Regions from separate parts of the Triticum aestivum genome. Here region 2 is linked to region 1. Evidence: chromatin contacts called from public Hi-C data. All regions are on one chromosome and are shown on one strand. Each heading gives the region's core, a stretch centred on a gene start, on an enhancer-like site or on the middle of the called end of the contact. The rest is flanking DNA. Distances are from core to core; before and after follow the strand shown.

Evidence for each region. Hi-C and Micro-C count contacts between places; a contact is called where the count stands out from the background.
Region 2: a Hi-C map of an unstated tissue shows a contact between it and region 1, with 8 times the contacts expected there. The contact joins the enhancer-like site here to the promoter of LOC123185783 in region 1. A contact is called at or near these places in 3 of 5 Hi-C or Micro-C datasets (leaf and an unstated tissue).

The regions. Positions count from the first base shown.
Region 1 is chr2A:639,466,007-639,471,942 of IWGSC CS RefSeq v2.1, forward strand. It overlaps LOC123185783 (B-box zinc finger protein 20), which reads left to right and starts at 3,906. Exons shown (of 3, transcript XM_044597607.1): 1 at 3,906-4,273; 2 at 4,364-4,723; 3 at 5,174-5,508. The coding sequence starts at 4,064. The coding sequence ends at 5,377.
Region 2 is chr2A:639,665,966-639,671,901 of IWGSC CS RefSeq v2.1, forward strand. No RefSeq gene overlaps it. Among protein-coding and RNA genes, the nearest start is that of LOC123185784, 8.8 kb to the right of the region's middle. Within about 2 kb of position 3,391, at least 6 of the 8 cell types and tissues checked have an H3K27ac peak or open chromatin away from gene starts, as enhancers often do.

The DNA of each region.
Region 1 (5,936 bases), core at 2,656-5,155:
TACTGACTGTACTGCGCGCGCGCGCGCGCGCGCGCGCACGCGCACTAGGAAGATCGGGCAGAAAGATAGGCAGGCACCTGATGACCTGAATACCTAACGAATGAAATAAGCTCCTCACTCCACTGGACTATTATATACTCCCTCCGTTTCTAAATATAAGTCTTTTTAAAAATTCCACTACGGGCTAAATACGAAGCAAAATGAATAAATCTACATTCTAAAATATGTCTATATACATCCGTACATAGTCTCTAGTGGAATCTCTAAAAAGACTTACATTTAGGAATTAGGAACGAAGAGAGTATTTTTCTAGACAAGTTTGGCGATTGAGGTAAGCCGTGACATCAATCGAAAGGTATAAGATATTTAGGCGGATCGGTGGGATTAGGTTATGAGAGAGATAACCAAGCAAACAACGGGGGACCATAGCCGTAGCATGTTCTGGATGCATATATACTTTAGAATTGTGTATACAATTGGTCAAGTGATCGCACTTTTCAATTTCCAACTGTGGCCCAAAATATTGTAAATTGCCTGATGCGATGCCATGATGTAGGAACACTCTGTCGACATGCACTACTCGTTCGTAGTAGCAGAGTGCTTTTGCCTCTTTCTCATCAGAAAATAAAGGAGAAAATAATTGTATCATAATAATATTGTACTACAACGAATGGAGAGTGACTTGTCATTACTCCACCGCAAACCTTGCATATTTGAAAGTTCAATCTAGTATGCAATCTAGTATGAAAATGCAGCATGTAGATTCCGGTACTTTTCGTCTTAATGAAATTGAGGCTGACCCCCTTTCTTAGCACAACGATAAAATAAGGACTAAGAGCAACTCTATCAGACCCGCAAAAGCCGCGAACCCGCAAAATTTCGGCGAGTATGCGGGTTGGGTCCAATTTTTTGACAAAAAACAGAGCCCGCATACTTGCCTGGTCCGTAAAAAAATTTACTGATGTCCGTAAACCGCACGCCCCGACCAATATATCTACGGTTTGCGGGTCGAAACCCTATCCCCCGTCGCCGCCGGGCCACGCAATTCCCCACCCCTCTTCTCGACATTTCTCGCTGCCGGCGACCCCCTTCCGCCTCCAGCCGCCATGTGGGGCCGCATGTGGAGCTCCGGACGTGGCTCCGACAGCAGATCCGGCGGCGGCGGCGACCCCGAGCGCGGGCGGCGTGTCTGGTCGGACGACACGAGGAAGCGCGGGGCGTGGAAGTGGACCAACCGCGGCCTCTCGCCGCCGCCGAGCCACGCAATTTCCCACCCCTGTTCTCCACATTTCTTGCCGCCGGCGACCCCCTTCCGCCTCCAGCCGCCATATGGGGCCGCATGTGGAGCTCCGGACGCGGCTCCGATAGCATATCCGACGGCGGCAGCGACCCCGAGCGCGGGCGGCGCGTCTGGTCGAACGACGCGAGGAAGCGTGGGGCGAGGAAGTGGACCAACCGCAGCCTCTCGCCGCTGCCGAGCCACGCAATTCCCCACCCTATTCTCCACATTTCTCGCCGCCGGCGACCCCGTTCCGCCTCCAGCCGCCATGTGGAGCCGCATGTGGAACTCCGGACGCGGCTCCAACAGCAGATCCGGCGACGGCAGCGCGGGCGGCGCGTCTGATCGGACGGCGCGAGGAAGCGCGGGGCGAGGAAGTGGACCAACCGCGGCCTCTCGCCGCCGCCGAGCTTCCGCGTCTGCGAGACGGACGAGTACGACCGTCGGCACGGCCGTACCCCGTCTTCTGTCGCGTCCTTCTCCTCCGCGGCGAGATCTTCCTACGCTAGGAGCTCCTCCTCTTCTGGCGCGGGCCTTCTCCCCGTGAAGAGGGAGTGGTCGGAGGAGCCAGAGGACTTCGAGTTCGTCCCCGTCAAGGAGGAGCCCGAGGAGCTCGACCGTCGCAGAGTCGTCGGGCCGGAGGACTTCGTCGCCACGTCGACGCGGTTGCGGCCGCCATTGTCGAGCGGAGCGTGCGCGAGGAGGCGGAGCGCCGGCGCCACCACGAGGAGCTCGAAGACCTCCAGTTCTGGCAGGCGGTTGCGGCCAACCTCGCCGCCAAGGAGAAGGACGACAAGTGGCGGCGCATCCGCGAGGAGCAGAGGGCGAAGTACATCGACCTCGGCAGCTCCGGCGAGGAGGATTGAGCTCCTCCACGGCGTCGTCCATGGCCGCGAGCTCGCCACCGTGAGATCCCCACCCCTGTAGTACTAGTACTGATGTAGTATGTAGTATGAACTAGCGTTTGTAGTGTTTGATCATGTAAATATATGTAGTATGTGATGAACTACTCGCGTCCACGAGGTGCAATTTCTTCCATGAAACTGTTTTTTCAAATTATGCTGTTTTATTTATGGTTTCTGTTCGGCCGCGCTAGTTCTCGACCCGTAAATGAGATCTTCGTGAAACTGTAAACATATTTCGCGGGTCGAGATTTTGTGGGGTCTGTTAGAGTTACTCTAATAAAGTTGAGGAGAGGAGGACAAGGGGCGGCATCAAGTTGGAGGACGATGCCCTTGCTGCGAGACTGACCTGACCTGGGAGCGCCCATTCGCCCGTGTCTGACCTTTGAGCTCTGATTCCTATCGCCAGCCAAATTCATGTCATGTAATTCAGGGATGCCTAATCATTGAGCCCCAAAATGGCTTTTTCCTGAACTGTTCAACAGTTCAGTCAACCAAAAAACAAGATAGTGTGATGTGGAAAAGGTTATCGGTTCAGCTCTACATGTCTATTCATGTGCTAGCAGTTGTAGACAGGAGGTGAACCGTGTTAAAATGTACTCCACCGTTCCTAAATATAAGTCTTTTTAGAAATTCTAATATAAACTACATACGAAGCAAAATGACTGAATCTACACTTTAAAATGCGTCTATGCATATTTGTATGTAGCTCATATTAAAATTTCTAAAAAGACTTGTATTCAGAAACGGATGGAGTAAAGTACTAGTAACATCTAGCAAGCCCTTATCCTCCTGGATTTGCATGTCTGTATGTGCCTTGATATCTTCCTTGTGTACAGAGAGCTTAGCTGCTCCAAGGTAAGCACTTGCACAAGTTAATCGGGTCTGCATAGCAACAAAATGTGGTCCCAAAAGCGAATGCCCTTTTCTCTTTTTCTTCTGCATTTGTTTTATTGACATTGAAGCATGATAGCAACTAAAAACACACAAAAAACCCTAGAAAGGACAAGATGTGCATTTTCAGATCTACTCCGTCAGGGATATAACTGTGAGTGTGATCTCGTTGTGTCCCTCTTTTTTTTTCAAGAAGGAGTGTAAGCCCCCAACCTCTTTTTTCTTTTTGTGAAACTGATGGAGCTTTATTTCAAATTCATAGGATTACAATCGAGCGACAGTATATCCTCACAACATGTAGGGCCTCTGTTCATCCATACCGTAGTACCCCTGGCCTCTGCATCATCTTGTTTTCCTCTTTAAATTCATGGCGGTCTATTTTTTGTAGCAACAACATGCTTAGACCGTTTTTTCTTTTGAGCGGAACGTGCTTAGACTGTTGGCTGTGCTAAAAAGAAGTTTCAATTTTTTTTCCGCGTGAAGATTTGAACTTCTTTTACCGAAAAAAGAGAGGCAGAGTACGGATAGATAACAACGTACAGAGACTTCATTCCTACTGCGTTCATATGCACCAGGACCGAAAGGGATGCAATCCAATGCATCTACCAATGTGTACTCTCATGATTCCTCAGATCATATCAGAGATCAGGGTAGCTGGGTAGGTCAGCATAGACCCCCCTGACTCCATCCTCCAAAGTCAAAATCCCCGTCGCCCAAGGAACAAGGCCTCTTCACCTCACCGCAAATCTCTATACCCAACACGCATTACTGGCACAGTGGCACCGCCCACTCAGCTGCCTTCCTGGCCGATATATAAACACCTCTCTGCGTGCCGGTATGCAGTTGCAATATATCTGACCAAGAGAGAGCCCATCCCCGAGATATTGGCCTGGCCCCGTGACCTACCTTGCCTAACTCTCACGGTCTCACCGCCCCCTCCATCTCTCTCTCGCGTGCCGGGGTCGAAGCTGCGTGCACAGATCGTGCCATGAAGGTGCAGTGCGACGTGTGCGAGGCCGAGGCGGCCTCCGTCTTCTGCTGCGCCGACGAGGCCGCGCTGTGCGACGCGTGCGACCGCCGCGTCCACCGCGCCAACAAGCTCGCCGGCAAGCACCGCCGCCTGTCCCTCCTCCACCCGTCGCCGTCCTCGCCCTCCTCGTCGCCTTCGTCGAAGCCGCCTCTCTGCGACATCTGCCAGGTGGGATATACAAATCAAGAACGTTTTTAGAGAGTTGTGCCATTTGTGTTGCTACAGCGAGAGCTGATGCTATCTCGTTGTGGGCTGCAGGAGAAGAGGGGGCTCCTGTTCTGCAAGGAGGACAGGGCGATCCTGTGCCGGGAGTGCGACGTCCAGGTGCACACGGTCAGCGAGCTGACGAGGCGGCACGGCCGGTTCCTGCTCACCGGCGTGCGCGTCTCGTCGGCGCCGGCGGAGTCCCCCGCGCCGTCGGGTCAGGAGGAGGAGGAAGGGAACAGCACCAGCCCCTGCAACGCCGACTCCTGCAGCGGCGACGCCAGCGCCAGCGCGAGCGCGAGCGACGGCAGCAGCATCTCCGAGTACCTGACCAAGACGCTGCCCGGGTGGCACGTCGAGGACTTCCTCCTGGACGACGCCGCCGTCGCCGTCTCCTCGAACAAGCCGTATCAGGTCAGTTCCAGACTTCCAGCCCACTGCAAATACTACTAGGTGTACTTTTATCAGGCAATCAGAGACAACTTGCGAGCACCATGAAACATGCATGATAGCTCCCAATGCTTTTGAGCTCGCAATCATCTTCTAGATAGTTCATCTGCTCTGCTCTAACCAGTAGCCACGCCCCGCTCCCAACACTATTGAGCTCGCAATCATTAAGGCAGTTTGTTGCCATGCTCGCAACTAGCAGTGAGAAAAATCCGAAGCGGCTGACCAGGGTGTCAGGATAATGTCTAGTGGAGAGTGGAGAGCATCAGGATATGATGCTCTAACGCAAAATGGCCATGGGAATATCTACTCGCTCCTGCCACTTTTGGCATTCCGGATTTAACTGTACAAACAAAACAGGCTCGGTTTTTTTTTCTTGCTTGGACTAATTTAGCAACTTGGGCGTCTCCTCAGCAGGTAGGGCTGGCTCGGGTCGGTGGGCCGCAAGAAGGGTACCCGGCGTGGGCGGGCCAGGAGCAGCTGATCGGTGGAGTCGTTGTCGCCGCGGGTGAGCGGGCCAGCCGCGAGCTGTGGGTACCGCAGATGCACGCGGGGGCGGCGTGGGCCGGCAGCAAGCGACCTCGGCCGTCGTCGTCTCTCGGCTCCTCCTCCTACTGGTGAAAACGTGCGCTTTGCAGTACAGTACTAGTACTAGTAGCGGATAAAATCAGATAAGATCATAAAATGACCTGGACCATGAATTTTTGTTTCATCTGTAGTTGCTCACTTTGAAATCTACTGCCATTTTTTTACTGTGTCATGGATGCCGTCGCTTCTGAGTCTTTGGTGGGAACACTGGATCACTGGACTGTTTGAGCTTTGAAGTGCTCTGCGCCTTTGTTTTTTCGGAACGATTCCTGCTCATTTCTGAGGGTGTCAGCTGTACTGTACATGCCCGTTTACAGTTGCGCGTCTTCCGTGCTGTAAATCGAAGTGTATACGCCTAGACTATCAGCCGGACGTATCCGCCTCCCTAAACGCTGGACAGGCCCTGTCGGACAGTCACACTCTTCAAATCTAAACTCTTAAATCCATATGATCCATGCATGCAGATCATATAACACAAATTCAACAATTAACAATGCAACAAAGCAAAATAAATCACAGTTCAACATTCCGGACAATACCAAAATAAATTCAAGTCCGGGTCATGACTGGCCAGTGTGATAGATCACTCGTC
Region 2 (5,936 bases), core at 2,141-4,640, 200 kb after region 1:
CGAGGAGGAGTTGCGACTTCCTCCGAACACACACACGTGTCGTCGCCGCTTTCGTCTTCTACCTGGAGACTAGGTCACTTTTCTACTGACTGCAACAACTTCGTCCACGTCCTGGCATGCTCTTCGGGAACCACTGGCATCCGCATTGACTTCAGCTCCGTCCACAACACCCCCTCACAACCACCCACCGCCGACACCTTTCAAGTGGGGGCAACGCTGAGTATCCTGGACAAGTATAAGCGGGCCAAAAAATTGAGTGGGGGCATTCGCCCCCATGGTCATGCATGTAGATTCGCCTGGTTGCCAACCATCGTCGTCCCTAGGGCAACGCAGGTGTCGGCCATTGCGCAGCAGGTGAAGCTAATCACGGCCCCATCTCACTCACCCGAAGCCACCGCCGACTCCCTGAGCTCTGACGCGTGCTGCTCCATTGGACACGCTTGTCCAGTACTCATGTGTGGACGACGTCGTCCAAAGATATCCTACCTTCATCGGACGCTGGAACTCCCCACGCCTCGGTGCGTGGAGGCCGCCGTCTCAAAACTGGACGACTGATTCACCTACGTCGACAACGCCGCCCAGCTGGTAAGAGGACACGGTCGCCGCGGCCGCTCGCATGGATGAATGACGGAGACGCTCGCCTTCACGCGAACGCGCCGCACGCACGCACTAATCAGTTAAGTACCGAGTGTTGTTTTTTTACTGTCATCCCTACCTCGCCGGTGGTGACACATCTAGAAGTACAGGAACTAGAGATGAGGCAATGAGAAACAGAGGCGCGCTCGAGACCACACATTTGGGTTTCAGGCAACCAATGCCTTCTTTCTTTCTTTATTTTTTCACTGATTTTCGCGTATCTGCAATAGACATCCCTATTTTTTCAAGTACTGACTACCGGTTATTACCTTGCCAACTCACGACTACGCAGTGAACTCATAGACAAATTCGCTGAATCAAGACCTTACTTGCAGTCATGAAATTACGTTTCACTGAAAAAACCCCGAGAAGTTTGCATAAGTTTTAGTAAAAAAAACTAAAGTTCGCATAAGTTTTACTAAAAAAACCTGAAGTTTGCATAAGTGTATGTGTTTTTCCAGCAGATACATGGCAATTGTAATTTTACATGAGCATTTTCATACCATCCTTATCTACAGTTGAGTTAACATGTTTTCCTGATAGAAAACTTGGACCACATACAAGAGAAGCAAAAAATGCATGTTGATTATGATGATGACGAATGTAGGATATGTTGTGGTCATGGTAAATTCTGATATCATTTATTTTATTTCATTATTGCACTCTACATTACATACTACGCACGACCACTTTGGTAGAGGTGACGAGTTCACATCATATTGAGAGACCAACCATGTTTCTCCGAATATCTTGAATCATGATTCTTATGACTTCATCTCTACTACTTATAAGAAGTATATTTTTTCATTTGACTATTTCCTGACTTGAGAGGTAAGGTATGTTTTATCCACTAGAGTTGCTAAAATTGAAAGCATGTTTGCAGTTTTTTATTTCTAAACCGGCATTTATTGGCCTTTTTTTCGCCACCGTTATTCTTACAGGTGGTAGCCTACGCATGTTGAAGACCGTTTCCAAATTATTTATCTTCGTATCATTATTACTACAAACTGAGAGGATATTTGTTATATTGTCAAAATTTTAGAATGTTGAGCCCTTAAAAAAATGTGTAGTACTCAAGTAACTGTTCCAAGTTGTCATATTAATGTTTTTGTCCAGTGGATAACAAGTATAATTATGCAATTTATCACTGTAATTTTTATTTGGTTTACATGTTCAATTTTCATAATAAAGTAAGTCACTTTTCTTACTTCCAGTCATTACGACACTTGTGTGCAATAGTAGAATCGGATGGTCCAACTAGCATTTTTTTGCCTTGTTTCACAGCTGATTCTATGCAGTCAAGACATCTCTACACTTCTCTATCTGACAATGGCTTCCTCTTTTCAACAAACCATAGAGATCTCTTCCCACTATTGTGGTTGACACTCCATTGTAATAATAATTCTTGACTGGAGTTTGTTGGCACTGAAACGGTTCCTTAGCTTGTCCTAAGTGACATTTTCATATGTGATTATACTTGCATAAATGTGTGCATATGAAGAATCATGATGAATCTTTTAAATAATTTGGAGTTTTATACATTGGGAACACTGGGTGGTCTTTTAATACAGGAGACATGTTGATTAAGGAAAAACGATATTTCAAATTATTTGTATGAGTTGGCAATAAGAGATTGTGTATTTTATAGAGAAATTTCAATTTTATGAATAAATTATCTTATATTAAATTTAGTATACTGTGTTAATCCAAATAGGCGTGTGTTGCACGTGCACACTTATTAGTTCAAATAAACGTGTGTTGCACGTGCACACTTACTAGTAATAATAAAGAAATCAACAAGAAAAAAAATCCGGCCAAGAAACCTTCTAGAATGTTCCCATAACCAGGTTTTGTAGTCACGTGTCCTAGCTAAAATGGGCTAGCCCATTTATCCATCCGCTTCCTCTCCCCTATGTGTTTTAGCGATTCTCTGCCGCAGCGAGCGGCAAATAGGGATAAACCTTCATAGAATAATGCTATTTCTTCCTTCCCGCATTTTGGATCTGCATGGCGCCCTCTCTGGAGGATCCTATTTAGCTCCTCGCCCGCGAAATAATGTTCACAATCTAATTTAAAAACACTAATTTACAGACTGGGAAAACCACCCGGTTTTCTATCCATTTCCATGCACGATTCTACAAATTTTATTGCTTTTTCCCCTTTGTTCTTCCTACCGGTTTCCTTTTGTTTGCACCTTTTATTTCTTCTTTTGTTCCATTTTTGTTTCGTTTTTATCTATCTTTCATTTTCCTTCTTCGTCTTTCCTTTTTATTTTTTAAAATTCATATACATATTTTAAAATCATTAAAAAATAAAGTTATGATATTTTCTACAACTCATCACTATTTTTAAAATATGTTAACACTTTTTCAAATTCATGTCATTTTTCGAAAATTTTAATAATTTTTTAAAGTCATGAAGTTTTCTAAAATTCCGTGAAAAATTATGTTTAACTCATGAACATCTTTTACAAGAAACTGCAAACATTTTATAAATTCTTGAATTTTTTTTAACTCATGGCGATTTTTATATCCTTGCCTCCTAGAACATTTCTTGGAATTAATGATTTTTTAATACATCAGCAACCAGTAACTGTTATTTGACTTGAGCCAAAATCCGTCAATTGTTACTATTAGTGATTTCCTTTTTTTCTGTGGGTTATTAGTCATTTTCTAAGAGGAGCGAAAGGCAAGCGCTATATGGGTCTTGTCTGGCCCATGCACTTGATATAATGAGCATGCAGCTCTTTTGCGGTGTTTCCTAAGTGGCGGCCCAAGCATCATTTCCTTCATTATTGGGCCGACCATTTTTTTACGTTGGGCCGACCGTTTTTTTGTGTTTGTAAACTGAAAAAAAATGTGTGAGAAATGGGCTTCAAACCCACGACGAGCTAGTTCAGTGACCCAAGCGATAGCCACCCGAACACATCATTTTCCTTTCTTTCATTTTTTTCTTGTTTTATTTTGTTTTCTTTTTTCGGTGTCCTCTTGTCTTTCTTTTTTCAAATTCCAGAACTTTTTCTTCAAATAGATTTTTTTAAATCCATGAACTTTTTTCCAAACTCGTGAACTTTATTTCCAACTTGATGAATTGTTTTCCAAATTGGTGAACTTTTTTCAAAATTGATGAACTTGTTCCAAATTTTGTTAGGAGCCCCTGTAGCCCATACGTGTACCTGGGCTTCACATGGGCCAGGCCCGGCTGTGCACCACCGATGTTGGCTACAAATACACGAAGGGAGAGCAGCAACCGAACCATCCAGGTTGGATCAGGCAAACAGCACGGCGGCTCCTTCTCCTACCTCTGGCTCTCTCCTCTGTTCCTCTTTCTACTGCACTGTAACTCCATTAGCCACCTCGTAGCTCTGTAATCTTCGTCTGTGATTGAATATCAATTGGGTTGCTAACATCTGGTATCAGAGCCTCCTCACCACCCTTCCGAAATTCGTCCAAAATTCTGCCCAAATTTTTCCCACCTTTACCTCCCCTCCACCACCATGGATCCTTCCTTGAAGGATTATCTGGACAAACTCCACGCGGAGACTAAGGCGCAGACGAACGACATCATCAGGCTGCTCCACGAACAGGAGGCCTTCTTCTGCAAGTTCCAGTCCACTTCCAAGTCAGCGCGCTCCACGGCCGCGCCCTCTAATGGCGACCTCTCCATCGACACCACCATCCATGAGGCCTTCCCCGACACCTTCTCCGCCACCACCCATGCCCAGGAGCCCCCCGCGGTCGCCCGTGATGCAGCCCCGATCTGCATCGCGACGGCGCCCGTCACCTGTTCGACGGAGTGCTCGACCCAAGTTGATGCCATCGTCAGGGTCGACGAGGCCCATGAAGCCGCCACCACCGTCCGCCTCGAGCCCGTGGTCAACCTCATCCACCAAGAGGTCGAGCAGCTCGCACCTGTGCAGGCAACAACCTCCATCCGCACCGCCACTCCCTCTACTGTCGAGGTCGTTCCTCCCATGGCGGCCATCACCGGTGTCGACCCCAAGGTCAGCTTGCAGGAGCAGGATGACTCACCACTGCCCTCCATCAACACCTCGACCCCAGCAGCGAGTGAGATGGACCACATCATGGTCTTTATCGTCTCCAGCAGCCTTACTGCACTGGCGTCGACCAAGTGCTCGACTGAATACCCCGTCCACGTTGGCAACTTGGTGAAGCCCCTGTTCGCGCTGAGTATGCTCTATGCAACCTATGCACCATCCAACTTAACTCACCTTGATCATCCAGAACCCCTGCGGCACCTGTCACTGATTGCACAAGCAGAATATGGCACTCACCTTATGGACAAGAGCAAAAATTGGGGCCTGCCACCAGTGTGGCAGGGGATCGAGCAACCATGGCCGCCACCTTTGCGAGTGTGTATCGGATATATGGGACACCTATTCAGGCCAAGGCCGTGGCCGTCGCTCAGATATCATTCAGATGCATGCTATCCTGAGGAGCAATCTTCAGGTATAAGTAGTCATGCACATGAAGTCTCCTGGTTCCTTCCTTGGCTAGTTCTGTTGCTATTCAGAAATGTGGTTTTCCTTCAAGTTTCTTGTTGTGAGATGATTCCGATGGAAGAGGCTGTCAGTTTCCAATCTGTTGAGATTTTGCAACATATACCGGATGACCCAAGGTTGCTCCTGTGGTCACCAACTAGTGCAGAGAGTTTAGGCAAGATAGTGGTGCAGGAAATACCTTGCAATGGAATATTGCATACTTTTCCCGGCAACGGCAGAGCGGTACAGGGTTATGATGGAACCAAGCTCCGACCAAGACCATGGCCACTATTCGAGATCAATCAGGAGACCATCCAGTTGAAGCTACAACAAAAATTATTCCCAGGTAATTGCCAAGCAGCACATGTGGTGTTCGAGCAATACCTATGTGGTCGGCTTTATCTAAAGGTAATGAGCATGTCAGTGTGTGAGCAATTTTTGAATCACATCGAAATTCGAGGGAGTGGCCATTTCTCTACAAAATGCAGTTCTCTTTGGGATCTTCTATCGATTTTGATCGTTCGGCCTATTTGTTATTGTGAACAACCCTTCAGTTATTTGCAAGGCGCACATCCACAGTTTTGGCGTCCATTGGAAGGTGCTGCTATTTCTGTGATCGAGTAACATGTATGGCTGAACATGGAAATATGGGTTCAGGGGGAACACAGAGGAGGCAAGTAAATTGTGAGAATCTGTTGACTTGTGCATGCTATAAGGTGCAGCTGCTGGAAGGTACTAATTGTTGGGAAACTCATGCTATTATAAGGGAGGCATGGAACACATACCACTCCAGTGCCAA